Linked DNA regions of Mus musculus: all the other regions are linked to region 1. Evidence: chromatin contacts called from public Hi-C and promoter capture Hi-C data. All regions are on one chromosome and are shown on one strand. The core of a region is the stretch at or near the end of the contact, and the rest is flanking DNA. Distances in the headings are between cores, read along the strand shown. Region 1 holds the start of Clspn (claspin). Region 2 holds the start of Gjb3 (gap junction protein, beta 3). Region 3 has its middle 20 kb from the start of Smim12. Region 4 holds the start of Tmem35b (transmembrane protein 35B). Region 5 holds the start of Zmym6 (zinc finger, MYM-type 6).

Region 1 (4,166 bases), core at 1,205-3,704:
CTCTCACCTCTGCCTAGTGATTTACAGTCCCTTTAACTCCAGCTTCAGAGGATTCTAGTCCCAGACTCCACATGCTAGAAGGAGAATACACGTTGTTATCAGTCCTCCACATGGGCCAGGGCCTTCCCTCCACCAAAAAAAAAAAAAAAAAAAAGTAGAATAACATTACTGAAACTTACCACTGGGTGGCAGTGTTTCTCCATAAATAAGGTGTCACAGGCCTTTGGATTAAATCAGTTCATAAATTCTACAGAATTATAGTAAAGCTATAGTAACATGATTGACTCTTTTTCGAAAAGAAAAGAAATATAGAGACATATCAGGGAGGGAGAGCATTTATTTAGCATGGATGAGGGCACCGGCTTTGATTCTCAGCACAAAACCAAGAGTCAAAAATAGCATTGTAGGCATCTCTTCAAGCTTTTCTTACTCTTTAGCTCGATTTTGTTCATTTCCGTGGAACAAATAATAACAGAACACTTGAGAATGGCACGAATGTGTTAAGTTCCATTTTTCTCATGTACTTGTAATCTCGGCATATTTATTTATTTATTTATTTATTTATTTATGTGTGTGTGTGTGTGTGTGTGTATGTGAGAGAGAGAGAGAGAGAGAGAGAGAGAGACATATGCTAGTGCTGCATACGACATATGTGTGGAGATCAGAGGATAACTTTGAGGAGTCTCTCCTTCCCGTCCACTGTGGGTTCTAGGGACAGAACTCGCCTAGGCTCTAGGGTGGTTGAGGCCTCTGCTGTAAGCACCTTCACCTGCTGATCCATCTTGCTGGCCTAGAACTGATTTGTGTATACTGATTCTGTGTGCTATGTCAAGATCCAAAGTGCCTAATTTTAGAAGTACAGGCTAACAGATGAAAGTCATTTTTATTCATTTTGGTGTTTATGGGTATTTTGCTTGAATGTATGTCTGTGCTCCACATCCATGCCTGTTGCCCATGGAGACCAGAAAAGGGTATCAGGGCTCCTGGAACTGGAGTTATGAATAGTTTTGAGCTGCCATGTTGGTGATAGGAGTTGAACCAGGGTCCTCTGGAAAAGCAACCAGTGATCTTAACCTCTGAACTGTCGTTCCAGCCCTCAGAAATAATTCTTTAGACAGAAGTGTAATTTGGGGCAACAGAACAGGAGAAGGGAGATTTTGGAGGATGCTCTCGGTGAGCCTGGAAATCATAAAGAGCAGGTGACAGTGGACGCGAGACGATCACATTACTTCCCTTACACGCTTCCTCCAAAGATTAAGAGAATGATGATTATAAAATTCTGCCCATTGTTTGTCACAAACTGTATGGCCAATAAAAGTCAGTCCTCCAAATGCTGGAGGAAGTGCTACAGATAGATGCATATTTGTGAATCATTGATGTATACGGTCATAGTAAAATAGCCTTTTTTTTTTTAAAAAGGGGGTAAAATATGAGGATGGGACTCTTTTTTGTATTTTTTGGAAGCCTGGAGATTATACCAGGGAGGGCCTCATGCAAACTAACTAAGCAAGAGCTCTACTACTGAGCTGCATCCCCAGCTCAAGACCCTTAGGGGTGTAGAAGTGGGCGGAGATGTGGAGAAATGGAGTTGTTTTTTATCTGAATGTGTATTCAGATAAAGGGGAGACCAGTGTCAGAGGTGACTGTCATCCCTCGTATCCTCTGAGGAGATTCTAGGGATGTGAGGTTTTCCGTGCTAAACCTGGGAAAGTCCTAAGCAAACTGGACAGAGTTGGTCACCATACCAGAATAGGTGAAGGGGGGTGGGGGGAGTTAGAGAGGAGGGGGGTTTGGGTGGGATGGAGGATAATAAATACTCAGATCTTTCTTTCCCTGTGCCAGCTGGTCTCTTTATAATAACTTTGTAAGGAGTTTTAACACTGGCTTGACCATTCAGAAGACAAAAGACAAGTCAGCTGGGACAATACAGTCCAGAAAGGACATTCTTGCCTGCCTATAGAACATGGGGAAGAAAGGACAGAGAATCGACCCGAAGAGGTAAAAACATTAACTCTGCAGGTTAGGATTGCTCCAGGGATGAACTGATGGAGAAAGCCTCCACTGGGGTCTAAGGTTCCCTCAGCAAAAAATTCAGGTGTGGGACACTCCCAGAATCCTGGGAACTTCTTCCCAGTTCACTTCCTGCATTGAAATTTCTCTCCTCTAATTGCATACGGTACGACCCATCGAACGAAGACATAGGTCAAAAGTCCAAGAACATCATTCGCAAGATACCTTCTTTCTAAGCCATAGCGCGGGATCTCTTCGCTCCCCGAGAACCCCCAGACACCCCAAAGCCACTCCTAGATCTGTTTGACAAGAGCAGCCGCAACCCGCCAAACCAACGCAAATTACATTTGCCGGGCAGGCAGGAGGCGCCTCCTGATTGGCAGGGCGATAGGGGTGGGGCCTCGGAGGGAAACCCTCCCTCGGATTGGTGCAAACCCTCAAGGTTGAGCGTTGTACCGCGTCTGGGCGCGAAAGCTCGAACTTCGCTGCCGAGCTGGAGACGGCGGGAGCTGTCGCCGTCAAGTTGAGGTTACTGCAGACACGTTCTCCTGGAGCTGTGCGGAAGGGAGGCCGGAATCATGACCGGCGAGGTGGGTTCTGAGGTGAGTTTAGGCTCTGGTCCGGGCTGTGGAGGCCTTTCGCTGAGGGCCGAGTGGGACAGTCAACCCAGCAGGGCCAGAGCGCCGAGCCGGGAGGACTACAATTCCCGGCGTGCACCGCTCCGAGACCACTGGACTGAGTCTGGGGGCCTCTGGAGGGTCTCCATCTGGCTTCCCGCGCTCAGTCCCCACAGCTTCTGGTTCGGCGGCGCGCGCTGTTGTCCGCCCAGCCGGGTCCTCAGCTTGTCACTGCAGCCCGCCTTGCTCTTTGGCGCGTTTCCTGCCGCGCAAGCTCCCTTTACAGCATCCCCACAAAAAAAAAAAAAAAAAAAAAAAAAAAAAAGGCCTTGGCCAGCCTGGCCTGGAAGTTGTGGGGTGGGAGTCTCTGTAAGCACAGGGTGAGGGGTATAAGCAGTTGGAACTCTGGTTCTGGAAGGAACTTGTAAGGGTGTCGCGCGTGGGCCCACAGTCTTTGCCTACAGTGGCCTGGCTCACAGCGTCCTTCCAGTAGCTGGTGACTCACTAGTGGAATTTGGCCATAGAAAACCTTTTCCGTGATCTGTGTTCTTTTCTGGAGCCAGGACTAGGGCCAAATAGTTGCCTTAAGAACAGATTTAATGGGGGTACCAGAAAAACCTAATCACCAAAGGAAAGCCTTTTTGTTGTTGTTGTTGTTGTTGTTGTTTTTTTTTTTTTTTTTTTTTTGAGACAGGGTTTCTCTGTGTAGCCCTGGCCGCCCTGGAACTCACTCTGTAGACCAGGCTGGTCTCGAACTCAGAAATCCTCCTGCCTCTGCCGAGTGCTGGGATTAAAGGCGTGCGCCCCCACGCCTGGCTATGAAAGCCTTATTTTGACATGAAGTTTTCACGATTAGATATTGAACAAAATAACAGACTTTAATCAAGATCTCGTTGTGCACCAACCTGTCTTTTTGCCTCACTAGGATTTTTTTAAAAAGCCTTAATTTAAATAACATTATTTTCAAAAGGTGGCTGACTTCATAAGCCACACTTTTGCTGACTCTTACTAGAAAGAGAGAAAGAAAGAAAGAAAGAAAGAAAGAAAACAAACATAAAAGTAGGAGACAAAGACAGGGAGGCAAAGTTAGAAGAATGGTATGTGAGCACAATTATGACATGAGTGAGTGTGTGTGTGTGTGTGTGTGACTATCACAGTGGGATCTGAAGGATGGCTCATAAATAAAGACATTTGTTTTGAAGCCTGACAGCGTGACTTCTATCCCCAGGACTCACCTAGTAGAAGAGATTAGATTTTTGCAAGTTGTCCTCTGTCTTCCTTCGGTGCTCTATAGCACACCACTCCCTCTCTAAATGTGCCTACACACACATGCAAAATAATGAAAAGGGGGGCTAGAGTGGTGGCTCATCTGGTAAGAGCACTTGCTGCTCCTCCAGAGGACCTGGATTTGGTTCCTGTCACCCACAACCATCTGTAATTCCAGTTCCAGAGAATCCAGTGTCCTCTTCTGACTTTCATGAGTATCAGGTTTGCACTCAGTGCCCTTACATACATACAGGGAAAATACTCCTACACATA
Region 2 (4,166 bases), core at 974-3,473, 770 kb after region 1:
GACCTGGATGTACACGTGAGTGCTTCCAAGTCTGTTGGGATGCCTGCTGGATCACCAACCACCTCAGCCCAAGCTATATCCTTGTCCATCTTCCCGCCTCGGTCCTTCATAGGCCTTTGAGATATTCTCTGCACTCTGTAGCTCATGAAATCATGGTTACATCCCTCCCTTCTTAAAACTTGTTACTAGGGGCTGGAAAGATGGCTTGGTGGTTAAGAGCGCTGACTGCTCTTCCGAAGGTCCTGAGTTCGAATACTAGCAACCACGTGGTGGCTCACAACCATCCGTAAGGAGATCTGGAGCCCTCTTCTGGAGTGTCTGAAGACAGCTACAGTGTACTTACATATAATAAATAAATCTAAAAAAAAAAAAAAACCCAAAAAACTTGTTACTAGTTCTTACCTCCAAACCCAAGTCTATAGTCCCGGCATTCCCCAGCCCCCTGACACACACATACTCTTACCTTGCCTCTCTCTGCTCAGACCTGGCCTTGATTCCTCCCGCCTGGAATGCTCTTCCTTTCTACCCTACTCATTAAGGAGGCATCTCTGTTCCAATATCCCCTTAGGGTCTGTTCTCAAATTACTTCGAGTCTGAACCCGCCCTGGTCAGTCTGTTCCTGTTTCCCTTGGTTTTAGTAGCCCTCAAACTCAATTTGCAATTTAAACCTTGGTCTTTTGTTTGTTTGTTTTTGTTCCCATTTATCATCTGCCTGTCCAATTAACATGCCTACTTGACTGGCTGGCTGCTTCAAGTTTGGTATCACTCAGTGTTCATTCAGTAGGCACTGGATTTGCACACTCAATTCAGAGCTTGAGAGTGGAGTTCTCAGAGAGGCTGTGGGAGGGCTGGGCAGAACGGCAGAGGACCAACCGAGCCAGGAATTAGATGGCAGTATTGCTGCCCTCCACAGGGTCTGTCTTTTGAGAATCTCAGTTCTCGACTAGATGGGGGTATCTGGGAAGCCCTAGAGCGTGAAGACCCTTATGGGTTTGGTCCTGGCACTTACTTTTAAACCTTCCAGGGAGGGCCAAAGATTAGCACCTGGATTCTGACCCCCCAGGAAATGCCAGGACTGCGTTTACTAGCTGGGAGAAATCCAAGAGAATTCTGTAATGTCGCTAACCCTGTTCCTTATCTCTTATCTTGGATTACTGCAAGAATCTTCGACTGTTCCCTCCCCAGCCGGCTCTTCCTGGGAGTGCTCAAGGAGAGTGAAGGGGAGGAGGAGTTCCTTCCACCCGGTACCCCCTAAGGATGCCACGTCTGGGGCTCCCCATTTTGGTGCAGGCTACCTAGTCCCTTCTAAGACACACCCCGAGACAGACTCACCTGAAAAGAATTTCTCGCCTAGCCCGTGCTGAGGACTGGCAGAGCCGGTTCTGGATCCCCTGTTGCCCCCCAACTCCCGTTTCCAGCTACTAGAACGATTATTACTATTTTTTTAATCCAGTTTTTATCCAGCTGCGGGACCCAACCGCTCCATCTCTTTCTACCCCGCAGCACTGTGGCTGGCCCCAAAGGTATAGCTCCCCTCTTGGGCCCCGGGCCCCGTTTCCTTCCTTTCTAGACAGTTTGGGAGCTTTGTGAACCTGTGACTCGCGCGCGCGCGCGCGCGCGTGCGGGTGTGTATGTCCCCTTCTGTGAACCTTCCAGTGTCCGGAACCGCCACCTGCTCCAGAATGCTGGTGTATGTATGAGTGTGTGGGGTGGAAGTGGGAGTGGGGGCGGGGAGCAGAGCTTTGGGTTAGGGTGCTCCTTCCCTGCGCTTCTGCAGCATTAAATCTCCATGCTGGGCGCGTGGGCAGGCCCCAGTCCAGCCCCCCAGGGGATCCCCATAGAGAGGGGTTCTCAGCTGCCTTGGATTGTCGCCCCTTCCCGGTACTTACAGTCAGCGGCGCCGCCACCGTGGGAGCCTGGCTCCACGTGCCCAAGACCCACAGCAGAGGAGGAACGAGGCGGGAGCCAAGCCGAGCTCTGTGGCCTCGGTGAGGCTCCTGGCCAGCACAGCCAGAGGCAGCGTGGAGGAGGGGCGGCCGGGGAGGAGCCCGGAGTCGCCTCAGGGATGCAAGTTCTAATCCAGGAGCAGCTGCGCTGACTAGGGAACAGCAGGCTCCTTTGCGGAGGCTCCGCGTGCTCGCCTGTGGAATGGGGGCATTGGTGGCCACTGGCAGGGCTGTTGCAAGGACTGCAATGACATTAGGGTGTGAAACACCTTGCAAACTGTTAAGTGCCGTGGCAGTAGGGATGGCAATAAATGACACGCCTACGCTGGTTACCACGGATACCCCGTCTGCGCCCTGCCCATTTGGATCCCAGCCTGCTGCAAAGTTTCAAAGTTTTCGTACGCTCTTGGGGGCCCCCCTCCCGCCCTGTTTGCATCCCTGATGGCATTTTCCAGGGAGGCAGTGTATCTTTGAGACAGTCTTTCGGGGCTCACACTGTGCTGGCCACCGGAAGGGACACAACCAGGAAAAGAAATCTCAGGGGCAAGGATGGTGTTTGGAGAGATTTTAGATGACCCAGTCTGCCCAAAGGAGTGTGAAGCAGGGTGGGAGGCCCAGCTTGTGAAGGGTGGGAGACCTGCGCTTGAGGGGCTCTGGAGACTAAGATGTTCAGTCTTATTCGTGGGCCAGGACTGAGATCCTAAAAGCCCTATCGCCCCAGGAACGGAAATCCAGGGTTTCCCTGGGATCCCCAGATCTTACTCACAACCTTGCCCGAGGCTTCACTGTCTAGACAGAGATGACTGATGCCCGACCCTGGTAACCATTCATTCCACTTGCTGGGACGATATCCATTGATGCGGGCTTCTGATCTACAAAAGGCAGCCTACATTAGGAGGCTCTGTTACTGTCTCCTACTACCCAGAAGGATTCCCGTTCGCCTGAGCGGAGCGCCTGAGACAAGGTTGCTTCTCTTAGGAGCTGCATATCATTCATACAGCACGCAAAGGAAAGATCTCTGATCTACATTGAAAAGAGAAAAGGAGAGGCCCCGAGATAAACCCAGGGACACATAGAAGTAACAGAGCCAACTCCAGGGACCTCAGTGACGTTGGCATTGGCTACGGCAAAGCCCTGTGGCAGAGGCTACCTTGTGCTTGCTATGGGCAGAGCAATTATCAGCACTATGGCTGGGCAGTGCCAGTTTTGTTGTTGTTGTTTTTTTTTTTTTTTTTTTTTTTTCTGGATGACTCTGCTAATGTGCCTGGGTGATGGGATTGGGGGACCCTGACCCTGCCACCTGCTGCTCATTCTCAATTATTTCCCTAGACTTCAGAGCAAAATGCCTGGTCCCATTTCCTCACCTCCCACTCATGCTTCAACCCACCAGAAGATTTCTGTCCCTGCTGTGCTACAAGAAAAGCCTTGTCAAGGTAACTCTGATCTCCACGATGCTAAATCCCACACAGTAATAAATCCGTGACCTCCTGAAACAGCTGTCACAGAGTCCCGCCTTTCTTCTTGAAGCACCTTCCACCCCCAGCTTCCTTGACACCCATCTCATTTCCTGGTCCCTGGGATACCTTCCATCAGGCCTGTACTGTGGGTGCTCTGGGCCAGGCCCAGCATCTCCTGTCCCAGGTGAGCTCACCCAATCCTAGGGCCCTACCACCCATTCACTGACATGCTCCTGTGTTCACGGCTGGCACTAACAAACACTAGATTGTGCAACCACGACTGCCCACATGTCCACCAGGCTAATAGGTTCTGGTTCTCCTTCCAGAATAACCTGTACATGTTCAAGTATGAGGAGACTTCCTATAACCCATGGAGGGTGCCGTGTGTGCTGCTGTGGGCTTTGTTCCTGCCGGGAGACGGAGTGCTCTCTTTTGCCGTTTTTAAAGAGGTGAATTGTGTTTATACTATAATATGTCCTAAGTCCATCTCACATTGACAGGAGCTAAGGCCGCTTCCAGTTCTTCCTTTGAGGGCTAGGCATATGTGGCTCAGTTGACAGAGCACTTACCAGTCCTTCCCACCCCCTCGTGCTTGCTCTCTCCCATTGTCCCCTCCCTCTTCTTTTCTTTCCCTTCCCACTTATCCTTTCTCCTTCCTCCTATTGCAACACATTTCCTTAAATAAATACTATTTGACCTATCTTATTTCTCTGTCTCTTTCTGTTTGTCTCTCTCTCTCTCTCTCTCTCTCTCTCTCTCCCCC
Region 3 (4,166 bases), core at 1,025-3,524, 710 kb after region 1:
TCACTGAGGCCATGGCTTAAGGACGAATGACAGTGTCCGAGGAATGCTCTGTACAGGACACAGCTTTACTCGTGAAGGTGCTGGCCCTCTGGGAGCAGGTCTGCTGACTCCGGTGGTTTCTTCCACCCAAAAGAGACCTTAGGGTGGGCCGGAAGGCTCTGGGAGTTCATTATCCCTGTGTTCTCTGGGGTGAAGGAACAGTCAGTCGACAGGCCTCAGGCACCGTCTCATCCTTCCCCTAGTTTTATCAGAACGTAGACGCCTTTCCGCTCGCTTTCAGCCTGGGACCACCAGCTTTCCCAGTCAGAGATGAGATGGTTTTGACCTTAGTTGTAGCCGGGCCCTGCAACCCTCTGTATACTCTGCTAGGTAGGGCATGAGCTGTGAAAACGGCTCAGGGGAACCAAATATCGCTTATATTATTTTTTCCAGAAATTTTATCTGTCTGGGTTGGTTCAGGCTCACATTCTAGTAAAGATGTTTGGCTCATGTGTTTTCCGGGAAGAGCTGAGGCCCCGTGGGGAAATGATGCAGATGCATGCTGGGAGTCTGCGTTCCTTGCCTTTCTTCCCTGTAGGTCTTCACTGTTTTACACACAGCCTTACTAGGTGACAGCAAAGTCATTTCAGGGGCTTTTTTGGATAGGGTATTCTCCTTCCTGGGCCACCCACTACCTTCTGTCTTTCTGTCCCCTGTCACCCACTACCTTCTGTCCTTCTGGAGAGGTTGAGGCAGAAGAATCCCAGAAAAGCAGAAAAGGAAAACTGTTCGCCTGGCTTCTTCAGGCTATGCTCTTCAAGTGTCTGGGCTGGACATTTCATATCTCTTTTGGTCATCTGGAGAGCCTTGCCTGGCCTTGACAAGGACACCGAGGCTAAGAGGCCGACTAATTCTCAAATAGCACAAGATGTCCCGCGGCGAAGCTGCCTGTCCCCTTCCAACTTTACTGTGCCCTTTGTCTCTCTTCGCCTTAGACAGCAGGAGGTGGAGGGTGAGAAGTTAGAGCCAGCCTGCTCCACTCTGCCTCCTTCCTGTCTCTAGAGACCTCTTTGTTCCCCTATTCCTGCACAGGCTCAAAGGGTTCTCAGGGTCCAGTGGCCTATAAGGACTGAATGGATTGTCACCTTTTGACCTGTCCCCTTTCCCATACCAATCCTCCCAAGCCCCGCAGCTACAATGGCTTAAGGCTGAGACAGGGCCTGCTTTGCTGAGAGTGGAAAACAGCTAGGCTCCCGGAAGGTTGGGAATAGCCATCGGTCTTCCTTTATGTCTAGAACATGGGTGGCGGTCCTAAGATCTGATAAGAGGAGTTTGATAAGAGAGGAGAGCTATAGCCTCCCCATCCTTTGTAGCTAAACCTACATCCCTGCACCAGGTAGAGTTGTGAGGCATGGGTTCTACTACTGGCCTCCAACTCCTGGCAATCCTCCAGCCGCCTCGGCCTCTTGTGTTCTGGGATGAAAGGCATGAACCACCATGCCTCCATACTTCACCAACCAACTGAGAGGCAAAGCCCTCTGCACAGTACCCAGCTTCACACACCATCCATCTCTCTTACTGCTCTTCTGTTAGTCGGTTCTTGGTCTTTTGCCTTTTGCCTCTGCTGGGAGGCTGAGTGCAGTGGGGATTAACAACCCTGGGAAAACCTTTCCCTAGCCTGCCTGGAGCAAGGAGATAAAGGAAGACTCCATGCTCTCTCAGTTTTTTGTCTTGCTTTTCACAACCTAGAGGAAACTGAAGGAATTGAAGGGTCTCCACTCTGAGAAGATAAGGTTGCATTGTGACTCCTTTGTGAGCCCAGGAAGGTTATCGTTCAGAGCAGAGTGACCAGCTCCGACCAGGAAATGTGTTTAGAGGGCCACGGAGGTACTCGAGGAGTCCTGAGACGCCTTTCCCAGCAGTAAAAGCCCCGAGATCCTGGAAAGACGGGGTGTGGCTGGTGAAACTGAGGAAGGCTGAGGTTGTGAGAATCTTTAAAAATAGGTCGTTTTGCTCTGACTGGACTTGGGCGGGGGTTGGCTGAAGGCAGAGGAGCTGACTGTCAGAGGCCAGGAGGAATTCACTCTCCAATCACAAGGCAAGTGAGACTGGTGTTGTCCTCAGAATACTGTAGGAGCCCGGAAGGGGTAATGGGGAGCCCAGCCTCTGCCCCTGCCCCCACCCCCACCCCGGGTTGCCTGACTGTATTTTCGGAGACAGAGCAGGAAGTGGGCCTTCACAATGTCAGGATACAGGAAGCTATCGGACTATTGAAGGCCACTTCCCGTGAGCTGGTCATTCACATACATTTGTCACCGGCTATCAGGCCTTTCGGGCCCTACCATTGTCTACGGGGGCTGCTCAAGCCTGGGGGCCGCCAGCAGAGGCCCTTGGACACAGAATACACTATTGTGCTAACTGGCAGCACCACACAGGGTGGGAAGGAAAGTGGTGGGTAAGAAAGGGGACGCCAGCTTTGCATTGTCATCTGTCGCACAATGGGGCAGGGGGCTGGGGTCCTTTCTTGTTCGTGGGAGAGTGAACTTCAGGAAGGAGGGATGGCCGCCCAGGAGTCTGACTTCAAGTTCAGTACCAGATGGCTGTAAAGGTGCCCCAGGACTTCCTTAGCCCTGGAGCCTTTCATTGGTGTAGATGGGGTTTCTAGCCCTCTGCCAGGGGCCATGTGATGTAAAACAGGCATGGTGTCTGGAGACCTGGATTTTTTTGGCCGTTCTCTATCACTGTCAATCATGTAACTTCCTCACCCTTGTCTTCTTCTCCGGGTCACTTCTGACCCCAGTGGTCCTCCAGTGAGCCAATCAGTGTGTGCAAACTGGTGTGTGTGGTAGTTTAATGTCAGCCAAGCTTCTCTCTGCCTTCCTTTACACCAAGACAACCAGATCGACTTTTATCATCTGTGCTAACATTCAGAGAAGCAGCAGATATTTTTTCTCTGGTCATGTGCCTTTTGCCTTATGTGTGCATCTGGGTTTATTTCGTTTCTAGAAGTTGTAACAGGACAGCCCCAGCCCAGGAGGAGATGAGCCTACAGAGCTCTGTGGCACCACCCCCCCCCCCCCATGGCTCTGTCCTGCTCAGCTCTGAAGCTGTCAGTGCCAAAAGAAAGCTGATTTCTGTCTCAGCTTCTGGGAAGCAGAAGGCTGTGCGCTTTGGAGTCAAACACTGTGGTCAAATCTTAGCTTTGGTATGAATAGCCGACTGGGTGAATTGTTGACTTTTTTGAGTCTCCGTCCCTTCACTTGTTGGTAGTGCCTTCAGATTTTGCTGTTTTGAGACAGAGTTGCATATTGTAGACTGCACTAGCCTGCAACTCAGGATGCAACCCAGACCAACCTGGAACTGGTGGCAATCCTCCTGTTGCATGCTGGGTTACAGCTGTGAGCCACCTTGAAGTCTAGCCCCTTTAAGTATTAATGATATTTTCTTTGCAAGCTTTCTGTGAAGTCACAATCAGGGAATATGTGTCCCATCACCTGGCTCTGTTCTCTATCCCTTCCCACACTCCTGCTATTCAGCCCCACTCTGAGCAGAGAACCATTGGATACTCGGGAGACCATCCAGCATACAGATGTTGTTAGGTTTGTGATGGCGTCCTAGTTAGGGTTACTATTGCTATGATGAAATGCTGTGCCCAAGAGCAACATGTGGAGGAAAGGGTTTATGTGGCTTACACGTCTATACTGTAGTCCATCACTGAAGGAAGTCAGGACAGAAACACAACCATGGCAGGAACCTGGAGGCAGGAGCTGATGCAGAGGCCATGGAGGGGTGCTGCTTACTGGCTTGCTCCCCATGGCTTGCTCAGCCTGCTTTCTTATAGAATCCAGGACTACTAGCCCAGGGATGGCCCCACCCACGATGGACTGGACCTTTCCCCATCAATCACTAATTAAGAAAAATGCCTTACAGGTCTGCCTACAACCCAATCTATGGAGGCAATTTTTAAATTGAGATTCCTTCCTCTCAGACTTTAGCTTTTGTCAAGGTGACATAAAACTATCCAGCACAGATAGGGTGGGGATTCAAGAGCACATTGAGACCAATTATTAGGGACTAAGGAGTTTTCTAGAAGAATTCTTAATGCTACAGCAGACAGAGGCAAGAGCTGGGCAGGGGCTTCAGTGAGAAATCAGATTCTAGTACCAGAAACAGAGCTCATGGAGGAG
Region 4 (4,166 bases), core at 799-3,298, 570 kb after region 1:
AAGCTCCATGAAAAGGCATTGAAGCTGCTGCTGCCCTTCTCAAGCACCTGTCTGTGCGATGCCACCTTTTCAGCCTTGACTGCATCCAAACAGAGAGACCTTCGGACTTGCGGTCCCACCCTAAGACTGGCAGTCACATCATTAGTTCCAAGGATAGAAAAGTTAGCAAAGGAGAAAGAGTAGTATCCGTATTGCTTATCATCAGAGTGTATAATTTTGTGTTAAATTTTGTATAAGTATCCTAAAATACAATTTGCTAATGTATCTGTATTTTCAGTGATTAAATGTTTTAATATTTTTCCTTTGTTGTACAGGGATTTAAGAATTGTGGAACTGAGCATAATTATATGTAATTTTAATAACACAAGGGAGAAAATGTAGCCTTTATGTTGGTGATTGTTCTTGAAGTTTCAAGAGGAAATGTCTTGTTTACGGAGTTCCCCAAGAGACCAGGCCAACCCACTTGTCCCAGTACACCAGTTAGAGGTGAGCAGTGAAGGGCAGAGCAAGACTGGGCTGGGAAGAACAAATTGTGATTCATTGACCCCACCCACCTCAGCAGTTTTTGTTTTGTTTTGTTTGAGACAGGGCCTCTCTGTATAGCCCTAGCTATCCTGGAACTCATGTCAACCAGGCTAGCTTAGAACTCAGAGATCTGACTACCTCTGCTTCCTGACTGCTGGGACACAATGCCACCTTAGTTTGAAGGACTAACTGGGACTCTGAAATATCACAGGAAAAGGGAACAGTGGAGGGTTGGGCGCCTGACAGTCGGACTTCTTGGTAAGGACAGTCGTCTGATTGATGGTTCTTTCAGTTCTAGTTTTGCAAATGGTTCCCACTTTAGGGAGCAGTTTGGTTTTAGCCTCATCACTGTGGCATTTGCCCCATTTAAGGCCTGGTCTGCTCTGCCAGACTCGCTGCTGCTTGGAGCTGGCTTTGCTTCTTCACTGTCATTATGCTTTTGGGTGAGTTTTGTCTTTCCAAGGTTATCTATCACAGGAGAAAGTGACTCAGGGGAAAAAAAGTGACAAAACAGAGTTAAGTTAGGCCAGCAACCAGTACCTTCCTGCATGACCAAGTAGGCATGTGCACTTTAAAAACATGAGCAGTTTTAGTCACCAGCCATATCGCCAGCCCTCCGAGAGTTATGTAGATGGAAGCAGATCCAAGTACGTGGCCAGTAAGCATGAACAGTGGGAGGGTTTGAGACCATAGGGCTTCTTTTGGACCCATAGACCAGGGCTTGGGAATTATTTTATTTTATTTTATTTTGAGACTGGCCTTTGCGATATAGTCCTCACTAGCCTAGTTCTTGCTGTGAAGTTCATTCAACTCTGGGCAGTCCTCAGGCCTTATCCTCACTAGTTGGGGAATTACAGGCACATCATGCGTGGCAGTAGCCAGCTTTCATGAAAGGTCAGATAGTATTCAGTGGCTCAGCCATAGATGGTATACAAATGGATGCAGGTCAACACTTTCACCCTTGTACCCCGAGGTGTTAGTTTTATATAATTTTCAATTGTTGTGAAAATTCCTTGAACATTGCTTAATCATTTCTAGAATGTTATTATTTTCCTTATGGGTGTGTGTTAAAAAACTCGACAACCGGAAAAAATTGGTCCTCTGTTTGCCAGTGCAACCAAGTAAGGGATTCTTTAAATATCTTTCTCATTTTTCTTTTGGTTGAGCAATGGGAGGGGCAGGTATTTTAGGCATAGGTGGACCAGAAAAACTTACAGTTACTGCTTTATTGCTCATTAATTGTAGGGTTCACTGATTTTCTAGTAACTTTCTGAAGGCCATTGTGCAACTTCCATACAGCTGCAGACCCAGAGACACTCAGGGAGTTGGGTGGTGTCAGATTCCTCTAGCACGGGTGGGTTTGAAGGCCAGATCGCGTGGACACACACCCGATACTCCGCACCCTCCACAATGAGTACAGCCTGTAAGGAAAGGCCTCAGTGGGCGGGTCTTAGCGGAGGTGGCCATCAGTGGGCGGGGCTGAAAGTTGGGCGTAACCGGGTGGGCGGGCCGGACCGACTGTAGTCTTCCGGTAGGGAGGAAGAGTCGTCCAGGAAGGCGGGCGCTGCTATGTCGTTCAGGGTAGGCGTGTTGCGGGTTCTGCTTGGCGTCTTCTTCGCGCTCACCGGGGCTGCCAAGCTCTTTCAGGTCTCGGCCCCCGTGTCACAACAGATGGTGAGCGGCACCCGGGGAAGGACAGTGTGTGCTCGGTTCCCGGGGGCTTCATGCCTTCGGGCTCGAGGCCGCCTGGGCCTTTCCTCCTATTTTCTACACCTTCTCCAGGTGGGAGGGCACGGGACTTAACTGCTGGCTGAGCATGTTGTCCCCAGGCCGATTTAGAGTTGGAGAAGTGATGGGACTCAGGAGGTCCAGGAAGACAAAGTGAAAAAGTGACCTAGCACCCCTCTCCACCCCACATCCACCAACCCATTGTTCCAGGTTGGGGAGGCAGAATTTTACTTTATTTGGTTTTTGTTTGTTTGTTTGAGCTGGTCTTCTGAATGTGTCCCTCTGGCTGGCTGGCCCGGAGCTCACTCAGTGTAGTGGCTGGCCTCGAACTTGCAGAGATCCACCTACCCCAACCTCCAGACTACTGGGATTAACGGCTTACCTACCTTAGAAATCTTTTTTAAGCTTGAAACTAGTCATGATGGTAAAATGTAATTTACCAAAACATTACACAGCTATTCAAGCAAGGCTCAAAGTAGACCAATCTAACTAGACTCCTCAGTGTCCCACGCAGCCTGGGACAGAAGCATAGAAGTCACTGACTGTAGTTCCTTATCCCGAGAGGGTCTACCAGCAGTTTCCAGACCCTCAGAGAAGCCAGGCTCTGTGGAAGACCCCTGTTGCCACCTCCCAAGCCTGGGTACTACTACGATTTTCTTCTCCTTTTCCTCCTCCTCCTCTCCTCCCTTCCTCCTTTTTTCTTCTTCCTTTCCTCTTTCTTCTTCCCCTCCTCTCCTCCCCTCCTCCTCCTCTTTTCTTCTTTCTTCTTCCCTAAGATGGTGGGTTCTTTAGGATAGATATGGTAAAAGCCAAACAGCTTAAACTCTCTGCAGGTGTGTCTCATGTGCGGCCCTTGGACCACATACACTCCAGGATAGCTGTCACTGTAGCCCAGCATAAAAGTGTAAATTTAAAATCCGTGCTTTTTTTCCCCCTTTCAATTCAGCTGTGGGGTTCTGGAGCAGCTCTGTAGGTGACAGTATGGAGCTCCCTCCTTGGAAGCCAGAGTAGGACAGGCAGGGCTGCTGTTGGACCACAGGAAACAGTCCTGAGGGTGGAGCAGGCCCAGGGAAGGGTCTGAGTAGGGTGTGTTACACCCCCTCAGCTGTTCCTTGTGTCTGCCACAGTAGAATCAGGACCTGCATAGAAGATGGAAAGTGTCAGTCATTCTCTAAGGAGTCTATCCATCCCACCTGCAGATATTCAGAGAGAAGAGAAACTAGACCTGGCACAAAGAGAATCTGTAGCCCTTCCTAGGCCCTGGCCCTAGATGGGAAAGCCAAGCCCTGCTCCCTTCTTCTGGGATTTGAGCTGGGTTATCATCTATGGAGAGGTCTGGTTAGGACATAAAACCGACTACACCTGAAGCCCTTTTTCACACGGGCACGTCTGTTCCTAATTCCAAAAGCCAGCCCTATAGGTCAAGGTCAGCCCCTCCTTACCGGGCTCTTAAACTACTTGTAGCAGTTTTGTTAAGGGAGCCGGTTATAGGCAGAGGAGGTCTCGGTGGTGCCTTCAGGCACTGCATTTTCTGATAAGTAGTACTGACAGGCGTTCCCTACCACTCGTAGAGAGCCTTGTTCGAGCAGTTTGCTGAGGTGTTTCCATTGAAGGTGTTCGGCTACCAGCCAGACCCTATAAGCTACCAGACAGCTGTGGGATGGCTGGAACTGCTGGCTGGGTTGCTGCTGGTCGTGGGTCCACCTGTGCTACAGGAGATCAGTAACGTGCTCTTGATCCTACTCATGATGGGTAAGGGGGCAACTGGGCTCTCCTGGGGATGATAGAAAAAAATCAGCGGTTTTTCCTTATGCGGTCCTCTCTTTTCTGGGACTGGGAACACTTCCTGCTTTGCCACAGCTTCCCTAATTTTGAGACCAGGAGTTTTTGAAATGCCTTGTACCATATCCTGG
Region 5 (4,166 bases), core at 632-3,131, 520 kb after region 1:
AAGGCAGGTGAATGCCAACTGACTACAGAGTGAGTTCTAGGACAGCAGGGCTACACAGTATAACCATGTCTCAAAAAACCAAACCAAAACCCGGGTGTGGTGGCGCATGCCTTTAATCCCAGCACTCGGGAGGCAGAGGCAGAGGCAGGTGGATTTCTGAGTTCGAGGCCAGCCTGGTCTACAAAGTGAGTTCCAGGACAGCCAGGGCTATACAGAGAAACCCTGTCTCGAAAAACCAAAAAAAAAAAAAAAAAAAAAAAAAAAAAAAAACCAAACCTCATCAATCATACAGAGAAGATATTTTTAAAACATGAATTTAGTAACATTATACACACACACACACACACACACACACACACACATATATATATATATACTTGGTTTTTCAAGGCAGGGTTTCTCTGTGTAGCCCTGGCTGACCTGGAACTCATTCTGTAGACCAGGCTGGCCTCGAACTCAGAAATTTGCCTGCCTCTGCCTCCCAAGTGCTGGGATTAAAGGCTTGCACCACCATGCCCGGCAATAACGCTTTGATATTTAGTCCATTTTCTTCAGGGATATGGGACATGAGATGACACCCATGCTGCAGAAGATAAGCCCATGCACATGCAGACATCACTAAGTGGACCAAGTGGGTTTGAAAAGGCAGAGTGAATGGCAGGGGACAGGGGAAGGGATTTGATCAAAGCACATATGCATGCATAAAATTATCAAATAATAGAAAACAAAAACATACATTTTAAATAGAAACTATGTGTACTGTCTCTAATATTTGATTATAATTTATAATACCATGTATGGGTAGATTTCCTCTGGTGTTTTCACACAATTTTGTTTTGGTTGACCCTTCTCCTCAAATCAGAATCCTCCTGTTCCCATGCCCTTTAGTATCTTTCGTGCTCAGCCTTCTCTCATTTTAGATCTTTGCCCCTTAAGTGCTGGAGTCCAGCTCCAGTGGGGTTCAGGTTCACATGTGATGATTAATCTTATTAAATTGATGGGATTTAGAATCAACTTGGGGACAGGTATCTGAGTTTGTCTGTGAGGGATTTTCTTGGTTTATTGAGCTATGAGACTTTGTCCTGACTATAGGCCAAAAAAGAGAAAGATGGTTGAGCGCTAGTCATCTTTCTCCTATGTTCCTCAACTGTGATGCACATTAAAAAATGGAGAAGGGCATATACAGCTCCATCTAACACTTCTGAGCTTTGACATTCCTCCATTTCTCCTTCCAGCTTTTTCTTTTCTTTTTTTAAAGATTTTATTTATTTTATGTATATGAGTACACTGTAGCTGTCTTTAGACACACCAGATGAGGGTATTGGATTCCATTACAGATGGTTGTGAGCCACCATGTGGTTGCTGGGAATTGAACTCAGGACCTCTGGAAGAGCAGTCAGTGCTCTTAACCACTGGGCCAACTCTACAGCCCTCCAGTTTTTTTTTTCCACAGCCCTGTCTCTTTAAGAAGTCAATCATATCGGAAGTGAGAATGCTGGGACGGCTAGGTCTAGGGCATGATGGGAATAGAGGGCGGGAATGAAGGCCGGGAACGTCCAATTACCTCAGGTCTAGCGCATAAATAGGAGTGCGCACGCGCAGTTGTCAAGGCGTTGCGTTGCCATTCCTCAGGCGATTCCAGTAAAGTAATTTGTCATGGTCCCCACCTGAGACCTTGAATGCTTTTGTGCATTCTCCGACTGGCGTCTCATTGGAGGCGGGTGTCCTACCGGGCTAGAGAAAGCCGCTCAGGCCTGTGGGCTTGTGAGGGGGCAACGTACCACGTGCCCAAACGGGGCGTGGCCCTCCACGTGACTAGGCGCCGCAGGAAGTTCTGGGTAACCTCACGTGACAGGACCGTCCCCTTCTGGCGGGGGCGGAGTGGCAGCTCATCACGTGACCGGCGGCGGGCTGCGCCGCGGTGGTGCCGTAGCATCCTCAGGCTCGCTGCAGTTGGCGGCTCGCGCGCTCCGTTGGAGACTGAGTTCCTCCTCTGGCCTTTGGGGGACAGGCTGGGGAATTCTGGTTGCGAACGGGAACGCCGGAGAGCTTGCGACATTCAGAGGAGGGATACGCGCCTGTAGAGTGTTACAACTGTGGCAAGTGGTGGAAAGTTCTCGACCCGGCTTCGCAACAGGGTTTTAAAAAACCTGTTGTTTCTATGGCTGGCTGGAATTGATGACAGGCCTTTTGCGAGGGTTTCCTTTATAGCTTGGCTTACATTTGTACTACCGTTTGGGAATCTGAAGAGAGCCCAGACAGGGGTTTCTAGCAGCCATTCTCAACCCTCACAGGGTCGCATATCAAATATTTACATTACAATTCGCAATTAGCAAAATTACAGTTATGACGGAGCCACGAAATAATTTTATAGTTGGGGGTCGCCACATTAACCGAGTTTATGAATGTTGAGAATCACTGGTTTATAGGAAGACGTTAGGGGGAGTTGCCTCCAGAATGACCAGTTGGCCCACCTCTAAATGGGAACCTAGCGTTCTAGTTGTGATGACGTCTGAGGCTCTGAAGTGGCTTTAGGATGAGAAATCGGTTCTTATTGTTAGTGCAGGCTGAGGTAGAGGCAAAGGTGAGGCCTCACTTGGAGCAGACATGAGTCACATGTCAGTGTCCACACAATCAGAAATTAAGTACTGAGTCCAGCTGTCCACTTGCTAGGGTCCTCCTGTGGCGTGTTCAGCCAGTCTGTATCGCAACAACCTCCAATATAGTGAAGACCATAGTGCTTGTCTAAGACTTTTCTCATTGGAAGGTAGCTAATCCAGGAGCAAAAAGAACAGTTAGTCCTAGTCCCAGAAGGGTGTTGCTCAAATGCTCGATCCTGAAGCTATTAACATGTTAGTATGAAGGAAAACAAAACCCAAGTACCAATCCTTTATATTATGTTTTAGGCGTCATCTTAGTTTTAGATGGGATAAGAACTCGGCATAAGCACTTAGAATGAAAGAACCTTTGGATGGTGGATGTGACAAAGCAATGGCACAACAAGGGCTTCTGGACAGAATTAAAGAAGAACCTGATGATGCTCATGTAAGCATTTTCTTTTGACTTTCAAAATACTAAAAATTATTAGCGTTAGAATTGGTATTATTCCGGAGAATTGGAAATGAATGGTACTCAATGGTTGCTGGTTTATACGTTGATACAACCCAACTGATTAATTTTTTTCATGCGTTAGGTGAGTCCTATGGAGGCTGGGGGATATACGATTAAGTAGTAGAGTATATTCCCAGTGCTGTGAGTGCGCAATTGTCAGTGCTAGTCCAAAATGAATGGAGCCTCCAAACTTTATTCATTGGAAACTTACTCCTGCTTCAGCGTGATTGCTGGAGGGTGACCCTGAGAGGTAAAGATCCAAGTACAGGCTCTGTCATTACCAGGAGTGGCTTGGTTTTAAAAGCCAGTTGGGCATTTTGCTTGCTGTCTTGTTCTTTCTTGGGCACTCTCCTACCCTTTGCTACATTGTAATGTGACTAGAAGACTTGACTAAATGCAGCCCCCTTGTCTTGGAATTCACAACCTCCAGAGCTATGAGAAAATTTCCTTTCCTTCTAAATGACCCTGCTGCGTGGTTTTCTCTTAAAGCAAGATGAAAAGGGCTTAGACAGTGCGTTAATCAGGTTTTTAGTGCTTTAGATGAGAAAAGGTCATGGTAAGTGTGATATTTGTTTTTGTTAAAGAAACAAATATAGTGGCTGGAGAGATGGCTCAGTGGTTAAGAGCACTGGCTTCTCTTCCAGAGGTCCTGAGTTCAATCCTCTACAGTAAATCGACATGGTGGATGACAACCATCTTTAATGGGATCTGAAGCCCTCTTCTGGTGTGTCTGAAGTGAGCAGCACTGTACTCAAGTACATAAATAAGTCTTTAAAAAATATAGAAATGGTAATGATGATTAGGGACACTAATAGATGGTGTAATGTGTAATATGTATCGTATAGTAGAATGTGGCATTAATGTGATTATTAATATCATTGCATGCCTGAGAGTGTGCCATTATCTCGCTCACATCTCTGATACTATTATTTTACACATGAGGATGCCAGAACTCAAAAAAGCTAAGCATGTGTATGGATCAGTTAGTAAACATTAGATAGGGTTCAAACGTAGATAGTAAGATTTCAGAAAACATGCCCTTCCATATGTAGCTT

What was found. Promoter capture Hi-C pulls out the DNA fragments that hold promoters and counts their contacts. Hi-C and Micro-C count contacts between places; a contact is called where the count stands out from the background.
Region 2: a contact with region 1 is called in a promoter capture Hi-C map of 3T3-L1-derived adipocytes, with 6 times the contacts expected there. The contact joins the promoter of Gjb3 here to the promoter of Clspn in region 1. A contact is called at or near these places in 6 of 39 promoter capture datasets (3T3-L1-derived adipocytes, HPC-7-derived erythroid cells, hippocampal neurons and 3 more), 15 of 484 Hi-C or Micro-C datasets (the Ba/F3 cell line, CD4 T cells, CD8 T cells and 11 more), 7 of 115 datasets of contacts at active chromatin or transcription factors (T-cell acute lymphoblastic leukemia, craniofacial prominence, embryonic stem cells and 3 more) and 1 of 9 other capture datasets (adipose tissue).
Region 3: a promoter capture Hi-C map of liver shows a contact between it and region 1, with 3 times the contacts expected there. The contact joins the enhancer-like site here to the promoter of Clspn in region 1. A contact is called at or near these places in 3 of 39 promoter capture datasets (embryonic stem cells, liver and pre-B cells), 4 of 484 Hi-C or Micro-C datasets (the G1E-ER4 cell line, the THB-7 cell line, cortical neurons and 1 more) and 2 of 115 datasets of contacts at active chromatin or transcription factors (embryonic basal ganglia and embryonic stem cells).
Region 4: a contact with region 1 is called in a Hi-C map of pre-B cells, with 4 times the contacts expected there. The contact joins the promoter of Tmem35b here to the promoter of Clspn in region 1. A contact is called at or near these places in 6 of 39 promoter capture datasets (cranial neural crest, frontonasal cranial neural crest, hippocampal neurons and 3 more), 1 of 484 Hi-C or Micro-C datasets (pre-B cells) and 4 of 9 other capture datasets (adipose tissue, liver, macrophages and 1 more).
Region 5: a contact with region 1 is called in a promoter capture Hi-C map of neural stem cells. The contact joins the promoter of Zmym6 here to the promoter of Clspn in region 1. A contact is called at or near these places in 8 of 39 promoter capture datasets (the HPC-7 cell line, HPC-7-derived erythroid cells, cranial neural crest and 6 more), 1 of 15 datasets of contacts at CTCF or cohesin (pro-B cells), 3 of 484 Hi-C or Micro-C datasets (CD4 T cells and cortical neurons), 5 of 115 datasets of contacts at active chromatin or transcription factors (astrocytes, embryonic stem cells, large pre-B cells and 2 more) and 3 of 9 other capture datasets (adipose tissue, liver and pancreatic islet).

What each region holds. Positions count from the first base shown.
Region 1 is chr4:126,554,526-126,558,691 of GRCm38.p6, forward strand. It overlaps Clspn (claspin), which reads left to right and starts at 2,455. Exons shown (of 26, transcript NM_175554.4): 1 at 2,455-2,612. The coding sequence starts at 2,589.
Region 2 is chr4:127,328,613-127,332,778 of GRCm38.p6, forward strand. It overlaps Gjb3 (gap junction protein, beta 3), which reads right to left and starts at 2,224. Exons shown (of 2, transcript NM_001160012.1): 1 at 1,890-2,224. It overlaps Gm40251 (a long non-coding RNA gene), which reads left to right and starts at 751. Exons shown (of 4, transcript XR_868156.3): 1 at 751-1,523; 2 at 3,276-3,379; 3 at 3,730-3,852.
Region 3 is chr4:127,261,732-127,265,897 of GRCm38.p6, forward strand. No RefSeq gene overlaps it. Among named protein-coding and RNA genes, the nearest start is that of Smim12, 20 kb to the left of the region's middle. Within about 2 kb of position 2,275, at least 20 of the 459 cell types and tissues checked have an H3K27ac peak or open chromatin away from gene starts, as enhancers often do. A contact at or near this core is called in liver, where this site is marked.
Region 4 is chr4:127,123,995-127,128,160 of GRCm38.p6, forward strand. Tmem35b (transmembrane protein 35B) reads left to right here and starts at 2,049. Exons shown (of 3, transcript NM_001099319.2): 1 at 2,049-2,199; 2 at 3,825-4,005. The coding sequence starts at 2,095. Zmym6 (zinc finger, MYM-type 6) reads left to right here. Exons shown (of 14, transcript NM_001285885.1): 14 at 1-380. The coding sequence ends at 183.
Region 5 is chr4:127,075,502-127,079,667 of GRCm38.p6, forward strand. It overlaps Zmym6 (zinc finger, MYM-type 6), which reads left to right and starts at 1,882. Exons shown (of 14, transcript NM_001285885.1): 1 at 1,882-3,045. The coding sequence starts at 2,956.